Linked DNA regions of Zea mays: region 2 is linked to region 1. A link is a contact called in public Hi-C data. All regions are on one chromosome and are shown on one strand. The core of a region is the stretch at or near the end of the contact, and the rest is flanking DNA. Distances in the headings are between cores, read along the strand shown. Region 1 holds the start of LOC100501573. Region 2 holds the start of LOC100382022 (Putative pentatricopeptide repeat-containing protein).

The links. A called contact is a pair of places that touch in the nucleus more often than the background predicts.
Region 2: a contact with region 1 is called in a Hi-C map of leaf, with 7 times the contacts expected there. The contact joins the promoter of LOC100382022 here to the promoter of LOC100501573 in region 1. A contact is called at or near these places in 13 of 25 Hi-C or Micro-C datasets (bundle sheath, ear, endosperm and 4 more).

Annotation. Positions count from the first base shown.
Region 1 is chr6:45,927,559-45,934,113 of Zm-B73-REFERENCE-NAM-5.0, reverse strand. It overlaps LOC100501573, which reads right to left and starts at 4,827. Exons shown (of 8, transcript NM_001196264.1): 1 at 4,475-4,827; 2 at 4,315-4,374; 3 at 4,043-4,114; 4 at 3,823-3,944; 5 at 3,570-3,710; 6 at 3,396-3,503; 7 at 2,910-3,189; 8 at 2,141-2,829. The coding sequence starts at 4,657. The coding sequence ends at 2,377.
Region 2 is chr6:46,090,538-46,097,222 of Zm-B73-REFERENCE-NAM-5.0, reverse strand. It overlaps LOC100382022 (Putative pentatricopeptide repeat-containing protein), which reads left to right and starts at 3,019. Exons shown (of 1, transcript NM_001174787.1): 1 at 3,019-4,796. The coding sequence starts at 3,203. The coding sequence ends at 4,723.

The DNA.
Region 1 (6,555 bases), core at 3,578-6,077:
GTTCATATTTAATATGTTTCTGAAAAAATAACTTATTACCGACAGTAAAATACCGAATAAAAATGTTAATTTTCGAAAATAGTCAGAAGAGGCCCAAACCGTTTCCGACTTTGATTTTTTCTACCGATTCCGTTTCCGTATTTTCGGTAACCGTTCATGTTTTCGTTTAGACCTAAATTTCGGTAAAACTGCGAAAACGATTTCTGGTATCCGAAAATTACCTTTTCGTTTTCACCCCTAATAACTGTATCATGGAAACAACTAATATGCAATCAGACCTTACTAGCAAGCGAAGTTCCTACTCCGTAGATATAATCGTGGTTTGTTAGGGGGTTATCTATAAATCTATATGAGCTTATGGTGAAAGAGTTTAATTGTTAACTGTCAACTATAGTTGGATCATAATCTAACAAATAAAGTATCTCACTTGCACGCTTGTACATAAGATATGATTACATATTTGGTGTTGCGCTTTGTATACCTATTAGACGCTTGATGTATCGGTGTGTGTATGTCGTGGCGATGATGTTTCTGGCAGGTGAGCAGCTGGTGCCTACCAGGGTGACCCTGAACAGGTCAGCAGCTGGCCTGTAGGCACGCATGCCCATGCCCAAGACCGTTTATTTTTTTTATTTTGAAAAAAAAAATTATGCCAGGACCGTTGTTCTGATTTCCTTCCCAAGTGAAACCGTCATTTTCGTTTCGTTTTCACCACCTGAGTCAATGGCTGGGGATTTGTGTGTGTATATACACACAAGCAGGGGCTACAAAGTCTCCAACAGCTCGTGGAATTTCGGAAGAATCAAGAGTTTTTATTGTAGACTAGTCTTTGCAGGTAAACTGTGGCTCTGTCAAAGCTGCAGACTGGGGCCGAGATTGGTCTTCTTCCTTTCTAACCCAAAGCACCGGTTCTAACTAACAACTTGAACCACCAGATTAGCTAGAAGCTTGACAGAGACACCGGTACCGTGACTGTGAGGTGGCAGCGGCATTTGTATTATATCAGACGATCAAGTGTGCGGTGTGCCTAGATATTTTGATTAGTTAGACAGATTAGGTTAGACTAGAGTTAGAGCGCGTACAACTACCGCGCATAAACCACCACAGGCTGGCAAAATATCTTCCCGGCCACACGGGGGCTGGCCTGGCCGCCGCTGCAGCTGCGGCACTTGGTCAATGACACGCCATCTCGGACTGGAAACGCGTCCATGACAAAACGCTTGCCCCCCTAGCTAGTCAAACCAGACGACGTACGCCCTGCGTTTTCCTTTTTTTTTTTTGGTCCCTTGCTTGCAGTCGTCGTCTTCGCGAAACTCGGCTGCGTGTGTGAACTGCAACAAGAACGAATTCCACATCCCTTTTCAAACTTCAAATCGAGTTGTTTTACCGTACATATCCTTTGTTTTACCGGACCTGCTGCAGACAGAGTAATCACTGCTCTGAGCGCCTCTCTGGCAGAGTGTGACGACCGCCGCTCCTCGGCAGGTGGCACCACAGCACAGCCGGACGGCCGTGGCCCCTCCAGGCCGGCAGGGAGGTCACGGAGTCCTGCCTGTGAACCGGAGACGGTGAGGCCGCAGCAGCTAGAGCGCCCCCGCGGTGCACGTTGCAGGGCCTTCCTCCGGGCACGGCAGGCGGCAGCGGCGCAGAGCCCCAGAGCAAGAGCGACAGATTCACCACCGGACCAGGGACGAGGAGGACCACTGTGCCCGCTATCTCCCGAGCCCTGCCTATGGGTATGGAGCGCAAGGGTTGGGGACGGACGCCATGGCAGTGGCAGCAGGCGACAGGTCGGCCAGGCCGAACCTGACTTGAATCCATCATCCATTGCGCTGCAGTGCCAGTGCCAGTGCAGTGCATCGTTGCAACAAACATCACACGCCGTGGCAAGAGGTCACATCCCGTGGCCGTGGCAGGCCATCGTTACAGCAAGCCAGCTCCGTCGCCGTCACTGGCAGCCACATACAGTTCACGACTGTGCGATACTGCGATGCCATGAACGGAGCCACAGTTCACCACAGCTCTCTCCAGGCCGACAGCTTTTACACACACACACCACCGATGGTGTTTTACATGTCTGTGACTCAAACTCGGCTCAACCATTGGAACCATACCACAGCTGCGTGGGCACGAAGGAATGGAAATGGAATCTAGTACTATATACTATAGCCGGTCGGTGACAATGGAATACGGCAATGGCCAGGTGAACAAATCCTGGCACGCCCAAGAATAGGATTGACAGACAGGGACATGGGGAGAAGAAGAAGAAAAGGATGCGGTTATTTTCGCAGCAAGCAGTCACGCTTGGCTTGGATTCGATTGGATGTCCGCAAATGGCCCCGCGCTCGGCTCCACATGCGCAGGATCCAATGCCGATCACGGGTCGTGCTCGGGCTTGTCCACGCCGCAGCCGTCGCTGTCGGCCATCGTCCGGCTCGACCCGCGCCCGATCTTGGAGAAGGAACCGGCCACGGCGGACGACAGCCCCTTGAAGCTGCTGCTGCCGCCGTCGCTGAGGTTGTGCGACCGCCGGGACCGCCGCCGGACGAGCTGCGGGGAGGAGGCAGCCGCTGCCGCAGCCGCTGCCGCCGACTTCTCGGTGTCTGCGTCGTCGCTGCTTGCCCGGGCCACCAGCAGCAGCCGCGAGATGCTGCCGCGGCAGAACGGGCAGGCTGGCGACGGCAGCGCTAGCGTCACCGGGTCGGGCTTGCTGTGGCAGCACAGCGCGAGCGTGCACGGCGCGCACATCTGGTGCCCGCAGTCCTGCACCTCCATCGTGCACGCCTGGTCGAAGCAGATGCAGCACAGCTCCGCGTCGCTGGCGCTGGCCTGTGAGTGAACAGTCAAGTGAGCGCAAAATGGGCGATGATGCATCAGGTCCCACATTTGTCAGCGGTCACAAAGCATACATCTGAGGACGCGTCGTCGATGGCGTCGGCGTCGGCGGCGTCGCTCGCGTGGTCCCAGGTGGGAGGATGCGGAGAGTGCTTGGTGCCCCTGAGGATCTTCTCCTCCCTCTCCCTGTTGGCTTCCGTCAGCGCCGCTTCAAGGAGCGCCTTGGCCTCCGGCTCCAGCTCGCTGATGAACTTGAACGGGGACGGCCACACCATGGGCTCCGCCGCCGACGGGTTCAGCAGCGCCGCGCACGCCTCGTGGTTGCGCTTCAGCGCCACGGCGTAAGGGATCCTCCTGCCAACACACGTCCCATTCGCCATGAGATCTAGTGGGGAAGAATACGATCCATCATCCATCGAGTGGTTGATGACGGATTGCTCAACGTGGGACCCATATTGTTCGCGTGTTTTCTCAGACCCACACCCACCACATGTAATCTTTGGCATGTAGAGTAGAGTACACTGAAATAAGATCTGCAGAGACAGAGATGTGGTGCTCACCCTGCTGAATCCCTCCGGAGACGATCCGCTCCCCAGGCGAGCAGCTTCCGGGTGCAATCCAGGCTCCCGCTGCGAGCGGCGAGGTGCAGCGACGTGCTACCAGGAAACCTGCAGCGGCGTACAGTACAGGTGAGCAGCTGCAGCCAAGAGGAGCAGGAGACTTTACTACCGTACCCGTATGAGCCGGTCAAAGCGGAGACGATGGCACCGTTCTCCAGCAGCGCCTGCACGCAGCCGGGGCGGCCCTGCCTGGCGGCGAGGTGGAGCGGCGTGGCGCCGTGGTCGTCTCTCACGTTGACGAACCGAGCGAAACCCCTGCCAGGCTTGCACAGCAGCGAGTGAGTCGTCGCCGGGGGGGCGAGGGGACGGACGGCAGGGCACGCGAGGTAGGTAGGGCCCGAAAGTGAAGTGAAGGTATCACGCTCACCATGAGTTGGCCACCGGCGTGGTCCGCGCCGCCGTGAGGATGGCCTGCAGGCAGCCGACGTGGCCGAAGTAGGACGCGTGGTGCAGGCAGGTCCGCCCGTGCTGGGAGTCGAACATGAGGATCTGGCAGGCACAGATCGGACAGCGAAGCGGTTAGTTGTTTGTAGCTGGTCACTCGTACTCGCTCGGAAGAAGAAGAGGAGGAGGAGATTTCCGCTCACATTGGCGCCGGCCTGCAGGAGCTTCAGCACGCAGTCGGTCTTGCCGTGCATCGCCGCGAGCATCAGCGGCGTCTGGACAGAGAAAAACAAGCATAGCAAGCCGGTAGAGAGATGAGATTTTTTACCTTGTTGATTTGATTGAAGAGGGTAAGAAAAAAAATAGGTGAGATTTTTGAAGCTGGTAGCCCACGAGAGATCCTTGCGAGCGGCAAAGGGCGGAAAGAAAGGAAGAAAGAAAGAAAAAAAAGCGTCGATGGGACGGGATCCAGCACCTGCTTGTGCCGATTCACCACGTCCGGCGGCACCCCGTGATCCAAGACCATTGACAGCACCTGCAGGAAGGAGACGGAGGGAGGTGAGCGAGGTGGTCGGCTGGCTCAGGTCCCGAGGATGAGGAGCGCAGCTGAAGAGAGGCGGCGGCGGCGGAGGGACCTCGAGGCGGCCATTCGCGGCGGCGATGTGGAGCGCGGAGAGGCGGTCGTAGAGCGTGGCGCGGCGGGCAAGGGAGGGGTCAGCGTCGAGGAGCGCTTCCAGGGCCTCGAGGTCCCCGACCTGCGCCGCGCGGAAGTAGTCGTGCTCGTCACCGGTGCGGGCGCAGCTGACGCCGTGCCCCATGGCTGCCGAGCCGCCGGTCGCTCGCTCTCTCTCTGTTTTTTTCTTTTTCTTTATAGGGGGTTAGGGGGTAACAGAGGAGAGCGGCTGCTCCAGCCCGACTCCACCCGCCGGCGGCGAGGTGGGGAGGGGGGAGGTAGGTGCCGGGGCCAGGCGCAGCGCCGAGGGCAGCGTGGGATGGGGAAAGAGTGGCGATGGCTTTTACGCCTTTTTATCGACACGCTCTCTGCTTCTGTCGCTCTCGTTCTTCCCTCTCTCTGATTAAAAAAATTGAAGAAATCGAAATATCTCTGTACAGTATGTTGGCGACGATGAATCGTCCGCGCCGCAGAATGGACGCCGCCTCGTTCACCGAATAATTCTGTCAAACGTTTTTTTATGTTTAATCAAATTTAGAGGTGGTATTCGAAAGGCTTTTAGGCGTTCGTGTCCGGATAAAATGAGCAATTTGGCAACCAATAAATTAGAGAAATTGATTTCCACTCGGGTGGTGCAAGGTCGTGGGCACATGAACCATGACACGCACAAGACGACTGAGTCATGTGTGGAAAGCATGCAGCTTATTGACTACGACTTTTTTGTAGCTTTAATTTGATTATGGCTTTTTTTAGAAAAAAGAATATTATTAATAGGCAACGTATCCGTTGCAAACCTAAAAAGCGTGCAAACCATGGAAACTATGAACGAGTGCCTTTAGATCTTGATCCTGTGGCTGCGGTCACTTCTCGAAGCAAATTTGCGAAAAGACGCCCGCATCTGAAACTTAGTTACGATTCGCGTCCTCCTGCCGACCGTTCCTTCCTTCAAAAGCTTCAGGGCTCCCGCACCCTCCCTCCCGATCGCTTGTCGCGTACGTCATCCGACGTTGCGCCAGGCTGGCCGATCTGCGTCGCGCCTCCATCATTGGCCGACCTGCGTTGCCGCGCTCTGACCTATAGTTACCCACGAGTCCACGACGCCCTTTGTGCTCAGCTGAGGCGTGACGCCCTAGCACGGGCCGACCGGCGCCAACGCGCGCCAGCCTCGGCAGACCCGCGACGTGACGCCCTCCATCTTCGACGCGTCTGACCCGCGCCTCCGAGTCCACCGCACCACCCTATCGGTGGTCCTGGTCTGAGGTTGAAGAAGAGGTTCATGCGTCAGGTTTAATTGTTTTATAAGTGGGTAAAATGGTGGAAGAGGCTAGCCAATTCGTGGTCGCCCAAGCGTCAGCAACTGTCGTGAAGGGGGATGGCGCCGTCGTGGGTGTGTTGGTTGCAAATGGTGTGGATCTCAGTGGCCCATCTGATGGAGCTTTTCTTCATTGCAACGTTGCAGAAACTCCGATAAAATCATCTTCCAATGTTAAGGAAAATTTGAAGCCAACGGTGGGAATGATATTTGATAATCTTGCTGATGTGGAGAAGTTTTACAAGGACTATGCGCATGATGTTGGTTTCTCAGTTCGTGTTGGGCAGCATAAGAAGAAGGATTCAGAGATAGTAGGCAAGTATTATTATTGTGCAAGAGAAGGATACAATGTACCAAAAGATGAAAAAGTTATCGACCCCTCAGAGAAAAAGAGAAAGAAGACTCATAAAGTGAGTGAAAAAAGGTGTGGTTGTGACACACATATTTATGTTAGCCTTGGTAAAGACAAAAGGTTCAAGATTACTAGGATGGTCGACCAGCACAACCATGGTCTTGTATCACCCCCTCATCGGCATTTTCTTAGATCAAACCGTCATGTTTCCGAGAGGGCAAAGAATACTTTATTCAATTGCCATAAAGCTAGCATTGGCACGTCCCTTGCATATAGATTACTTCATGTCAGTGATGGGGGTTTTGAGAATGTTGGTTGCACACTGAGGGACCTTCAAAACTATTACCGTGACCTTAGGTCAAAAATCAAGGATGCGGAT
Region 2 (6,685 bases), core at 1,770-4,269, 160 kb before region 1:
AAAAATATGCACAATAGATATGTTCTGCCCCATATAAACAAACTCAGATATTCCAGTTTGTGTGTGTCACATATCTACATTAAAATCCTTTGCCTGGGTTGTTCGCTTCAGATTAAAGCCGGTTGTTTGGACTAATGCAGCTGCAATCCATAGAGACAATATTGTAGAAGGCAGTAAAAGTCGATATGAATTAAAGCCAAATGAACAGGCTGGTTTCTATGCAAAGATTGAACTTATAATTTTTATGCACGTGTTTACCATGTGAATTGCCCTCGCACGAGGACGCACAATAGACTATTGTTGTTACATTTGCAGACCGAATTATTCTACTACTACAAACAATTTTCTGTACATATAATTCTGCCACTCTTATATGTATGTATCCATATATATTAATGGTCCATTATGTGTAAAGCAACGCTATTTTGACTGTACAAACACATCTATCAAAGACTCGCGGCGGGGCGCGAACAATTTACTAGTACAATAATATAGCTCGTTCGGGCCGAACCACTTGTGAGCCAAATACAGTAGGAGGAGCCGGGAGAGACATAAACTGAACAACAAACACCGAGCAAAGAACACATCCTATTCACAGCTCGACACAAGCCGCCGCCAGGAAACCATACGCGTCCATCAATGCACAACGCCCGCCTAGGACTTGTTTGGTTACGTCTGGATCAAAAAGGATTAAAAGGGATTTAAATTTATTTCTAGTCAAAATTAAATAGAAGGGTATTGAATTCCTCAATTCTCTTTAATCCAGACCCAACCGAATAAACCCTACGCGGCGGCGAAGTTGATGCTCCTTTGTCCTGGTAGCGCGAGCATGACGCTGTGGAAGTCCCTCGAGGGCGAGGTAAACACTGACATCTGTGGGAAGGGCAGAGGACGAGACGGGAGGCGGAGGAGCTGAGGGGAATGCTTTTAAAGAAACGGTGGTGCTAACTTATCCAATAATATACATAGAAATTATCGTATTTTTGTTCTTCTTATTCGAATGGAAGGTTATCTGGTTGTTTAGGGTAAGACGTGGGGAAGAAAAACAGACCTACACGTTCGCATGTGAGACACGATGGTGGAAACTCGTACTTTTAAGGAGTAGATAGATATAGATATTATGTGAGCAAGTCGGGTTACCGCAAACATATAAAATAAGCTAGTCCTTTTTTAAAAAAAACATGTAAAAATTAGTCTGTTCATAAGTTTACGGACAATCCACCTTCCATTTCTTGCGGGATGACTGTTTTGTGAGAAAGATTAGGAAAGAGAAGGTGTGACATAGATAACAATAACAATAAAAAAAGTTTTTTTATAAATAAATGGTTGTGCATTAATACGGTTTCCATATATTATATATAGACTTTGCTTAAACGAGATTTTTATTCAAACATTGTTATAATTTCACATTATGGGTCTGTTTGGTTAGGCTGTGGCTGTGAAAAAACCTGTTATGGTCTGTGAGCTGCGAAAAAAGCTGTTACGGGCTGTCAGCTGTTAAAAAGCTAAAACCGTTTGGTGTAAACCACTAACAGCCGTTAAAAGTTCTTCGATATATGTTTTCACAATTCCATCTAAAAGCCACTAAAAGAAGGTATATGGGTGCTTTCAGTTTTGCACTACGAAAAGCCGGCATTTAGAAAAAGTTGTTTCCTGGATCCATCCCTTTGGTTTGACTTTTGGCTTTTATGGGGCAAAAGCCAGAACCAAAAGCCAAAACAAACACACCATATATATATATCATCTCTCCTTCGTACAACACATCTAGACTTTTGGTGTTGTGGTTGATGATGTCTCCTTTTGATTCAAGTGGTGTAGGTTGAAATCTTGTTGCCCATGCATATGCGTCTTTTTTGTGTTATTTTCCGGCGCATGAGGGTGGGAGCAACTTCCAGCTTTTATGGCGCGAGGCGGGAAGGGGGCACTCGGGGTTAGGCTGACTCCAATCTCCAACAATGCACTAAACACCACCCCCTCTCATGTGCGTGTACGAATATGGTGAAGTGGTGTCCAACGCCGTCCCTCGAAGCCCCCTCATGAGTCGCGAGGGTGACCATGCCTGCGCTTGTTGTGGAAGAGGGAGATCTAATCCCCCTTTCGTTAATCAACGCTTTTAACCGTGAAATTAATTTATTTCAAGTTTAATTAATTGATAATAATGTGTATTACGATACTACAAATATGCTAGTGTTTTCTAAAACTCTAAAAACGGATGTATAAAAGACAAATATTTCATTTAAAGGGTAAGAGGGAGCTGAATAGAGAGAATGGCTAGAGAGGAGGAGAAATAGGGGGAAGGATATTGAGGGAGAGGTATTTAAATATGAATAGAAAGTACGAATGGAGGGATTTAGGAGGAAAAATGGTTGGAGACAGCCTTATTTTCCAGCACGAGGGTGGGAGCGACGCATGTCCAATCATCGCAAATGTATAATTTGGTCCTTACAACTAAATTCTTTTTATACCCATTAGATGATAGTAGTTAGCTAGGTACATAACAAATATTAGATAGACATCTAATTGATATTATTAGATTGTTGGCCTAGCTAGTAGCTAATAGTTAATATTATGTGATAATTGTTATTTAGAGGTCCAACTAATAATTAGTCGGACAGTACCTTCCCCTTAACTAATAGTTAGACTTAGCCTCTATTTATTTGAACAAACATGTTTTTTTTTGTTTAGCTTCCATCAAGTTAAAAAGATTCTAAAAGTTGAGTTTCTATATAAAGAAAAAAAAACTGGTTTCGTTGGTTTTTAGCTTTCTGAGTTCACCAAACTAATTTCAAAATCACTATTGGTTCCTCAGAATTTAAAGCAAGTCTGACAATAGCTTTTTAAGAAAAGCTCTAAGGGCCAGACGTAGGCCGAATATTTAGCCCAAAAAACTTCGGAACAAATCCTGCCACCGGCTGAAAGGCCCAAATCAATAAAGCCACTGCCATCCAGCCCAGTAAGTTCTGACCTTTTGAACAAAAAAAAGACCCATCTCCTCTACGTCCTCTGCTCCAGCCGCCACGAGCAGCCGTGCGTTTTGCGGCTGCGAGCTGCCGATCTCCGCCGTCGATGCCGACTGCCGAGCAGCCGCAGCCCCCTGCGACCGTGAGTCTGCCGTCCATGGAGTCAGTCACCTCGGCAACATGAGAATCGGTGCACCTGCGACCCAGCGTCAGCGGCGCGCGATCAAAGCAAGCAGGCAAGCATGCGCCCGTACATCCCCAAACCCACCTTCGCATTCTGCCACTCCCTACTCGCCTCCCGCCTCCTCCCCTCTGCCGCCTCCCCAACCGCACCGCTCCTCCCCATCCAAGCCCTCCTCGTCACCGCCGGCCTGCTCCCGCGCCACCCGGACCTCGCTCTGCTCGCGCTCAACTCGCTGCTCCACGCGCTCTCCCGCCGCGCCGCGCGCCCGGCCCACCCGCGCCTCGCGCTCCGCCTCCTCCGCCTCATGCTCTCTCCCGCCACGCCCCCGGCGCTCCCCGCTCCGGACCACCTCTCCTTCCCTTTCGCGCTCTCCGCCGCCGCCGCGCTCGACGCCAACCCGTCCTCCTCCGCCGCCGCCGGGACCGCACCTGGGCCGCAGCTCCACGCGCTGCTCGTCAGGAACGCGCTGTTCCCGGCCGACCACTACGTCACTACGGCGCTGCTCCAGCTGTACTCGCCCCGCCCGGACCTCGCGCGGAGGGTGTTCGACGAGCTGCCGCGGCGGGAGGCGATCCACTACGACCTGCTCATCGGCTCGTACGCGCGCGCGGGGGCGCCCGCCGAGGGTCTCTCGGTGTTCCGGACCATGCTCGACGACGACGGGGTGACCCCGGACGCGGTCGTGCTGACGACGGCCGTGGCGGCGTGCGCGCAGGCGGGGGCGCTGGACCTCGGCGCGTGGGTGCATCGTTACGTGGAGCGCGCCGCGCCGGGGCTCCTCGCCGACGCCTTCCTCGGGTCCGCGCTCATCGGCATGTACGCCAAGTGCGGGTGCCTGGAGGAGGCCGTGCGGGTGTTCGACGGCATGCCCGAGCGGAACGCGTACGTATGGGCGACCATGGTAGGCGCGCTCGCGGTGCACGGGATGGCAGCGGAAGCTGTCGCGTGCCTGGAGAGGATGGCGCGGGAGGACGGGGTGCGGCCCGACGGCGTGGCGGTGCTCGGGGCGCTGTCCGCGTGCGCGCACGCCGGGGACGTCGAGGAAGGGCTGCGGCTTCTTGGGGAGATGCGGCCCCGGTACGGCGTCGTGCCCGGGCACGAGCACTACAGCTGCGCGGTCGACATGCTCTGCCGGGTCGGGCGGCTGGAGGACGCGGTGGGGCTCGTCAAGATCATGCCGATGGCCCCGCTCGCGTCCGTGTGGGGATCCGTGCTCGCCGGCTGCCGGAGCCACGGCAACGTCGAGCTGGCGGAGGTGGCGGCGCGCGAGCTCGAGAGGCTAGGTGGCTCCGCCGATGAGGGCGTGTACGTGCAGCTGTCCAACATCTACCTCGACGCCAACCGCAAGGATGACGCGCGTCGGGTGCGGAAGCTGATCGGCGGCCGGGGGATCAAGAAGCTCCCCGCGTATAGCGCGTTAGAGGTGGACGGCGAGGTGAGCTCGTTCGTCGCCGACGACCAAGCGCACCCGCGGCGCTTCGAGATCTGGGAGGTGCTCCGGCTGCTAGCCGACCAGATGGCGCAGAAACCAAACGAAGAAGAATCTGTCGAGCTCATTTGCGTGCTCGCAGGGATGTAAACGGAGAAAGCTGCTGATACTTTGCCTATGTGCCGTTTATATTCAAGAAATCAGGACATTACAATTCATTGTCATTTGGTCCGGGCTTCGGCGGTAGCAACCCGGCGCTGGTCGCGACGCCGCCCCTGCAACATGGTGCCATGGCATTGTATTGTGGTTTGGCATGGGGTTTCCCGACAGATTCTGCAAGCTCCCTTTTTCACACCTACTCAATGGTCACAAACAATCTTCGAAGAGCTCATCACAATGGTGAACATGGAATGAATTATTGGTTCATCCTGCATCCGTTTGCACAGACGAGAGTGGCTGGCTACGATGCTCAGGTTCCGTATAAGGATCGTGGTATAAGGATCGTGGCATGGACATACCGTTGACGCCGATCCGAGCGCCAAACACTACGATGAGAACCGGCAGCGGTGCTCTCTGCACAAGCACGGACGGTCCGCGGAAGGGGTCGGACGTTCTGCGACCTAGAGCAGGGCTTAGGTTTCCTACCTGACAAGCCGGACAGTCCGCGCCTATAGGCTGGACGGTCCGCGCGTGCGCAGGGGCGACGAGGTTCGCCGGCGGCGTCTGGATCTCGCTCCTGGGAGGGACCCCGTCGGGGAGGAGAGATCATAGGTGTTGTCTAGGCTCGGCAGACCGACCTAGACAACTCTAATCAATATAGAGTCGAAGAGAAGCGGAGAATCTGGGGATTGAAAGACTAAACTAGAACTACTCCTAAATTTACAAGATAAAATGTGAATTATATTGATTGTAGGTTTGATTGATTATCTTTAATCGGTCGTATTCCTCTATATTTATAGAGCAGGGGGCTGGACCCGTTACAAACAAATCTCCTGAGTTAATTCCACGAATCTAGCCAACAACCATAGCAAGAAACTTGGAACCCTAATTGGCTCGGCGCGCGCGCGGACCGTCCGGATCACCAGTGCGGACCGTCCGGCCGCCTAATTTGGTGCCCAACATATGCCCCTGCCTTTTGGAGCTAAGCGAACCAAAAGCAACTAACACGATCGACCACATCGGTTTCCTTAAGCATTTTACCACATACTAGGATAATGCTGCTTGAGAAAACACCCATTTAACGCCTTGGACAAGTCTTTGTCTTGTAATGTTTGCAACAAGTAGGCGTTACCGGACATCACTTGCGTGACTCTGTAAGGGCCTTCCCAACTTGGCGACCACTTTCTAAACTTCCGGTTTTTGCTCCTCAGAGGCAGAACAGTCTTCCATACCAGGTCCCCTACCTGGAACGATTTAGCCTTGACCTTCTTGTTGTAAGCTTAGGCGACCATGATCTTGTCCTTTTGTATTTCTCCTAAGGCTGTCAATCTCTTGTCTGTCACTTTATCAATATTGTCCATAATTGAATTATAATAATCACCGACAGTCAGATCATTTTGCTTGGCGAACCTACAACATTTAAAGTTATCTCTATATGTAACACTACTTCCTGCCCATATACAAGCTCAAACGGAGATACTTTAGTAGCAAGGTGTTTAGATATTCTTTGAGCCCATAAAGCTTCGGACAAAATCTTATGCCAATGCTTAGGATGATCAGATATCTTCTTTTTTATCAGGCGAATCAATGTCCTATTACTAGACTCGGCCTGTCCATTGGCCTAAGCATAATACTGAGATGAATTGAGTAACTTAATTCTATATAATTAAGTAAACTCACGTACCTCCTTTGACATAAAAGAAGCCCATTGGTCTATAGTCAAAGTCTGGGGAATGCCGAATCTCTGAATAATATGCTCAGTTATGAACTCAATTACCTCCCTGTGTGTCATGTTCTTCAGCAACGGCTTCAGTCCATTTAGTAAAGTAGTCAGTGGCAACTAATACGAACCGATGTCCTTTTGATGATAAAGGATGAATTTCTTCTATAAAGTCCAATCTCCATCCTCTGAAAGGCCAAGACTTGATGATAGGATGTAATTCTGCTGCAGGG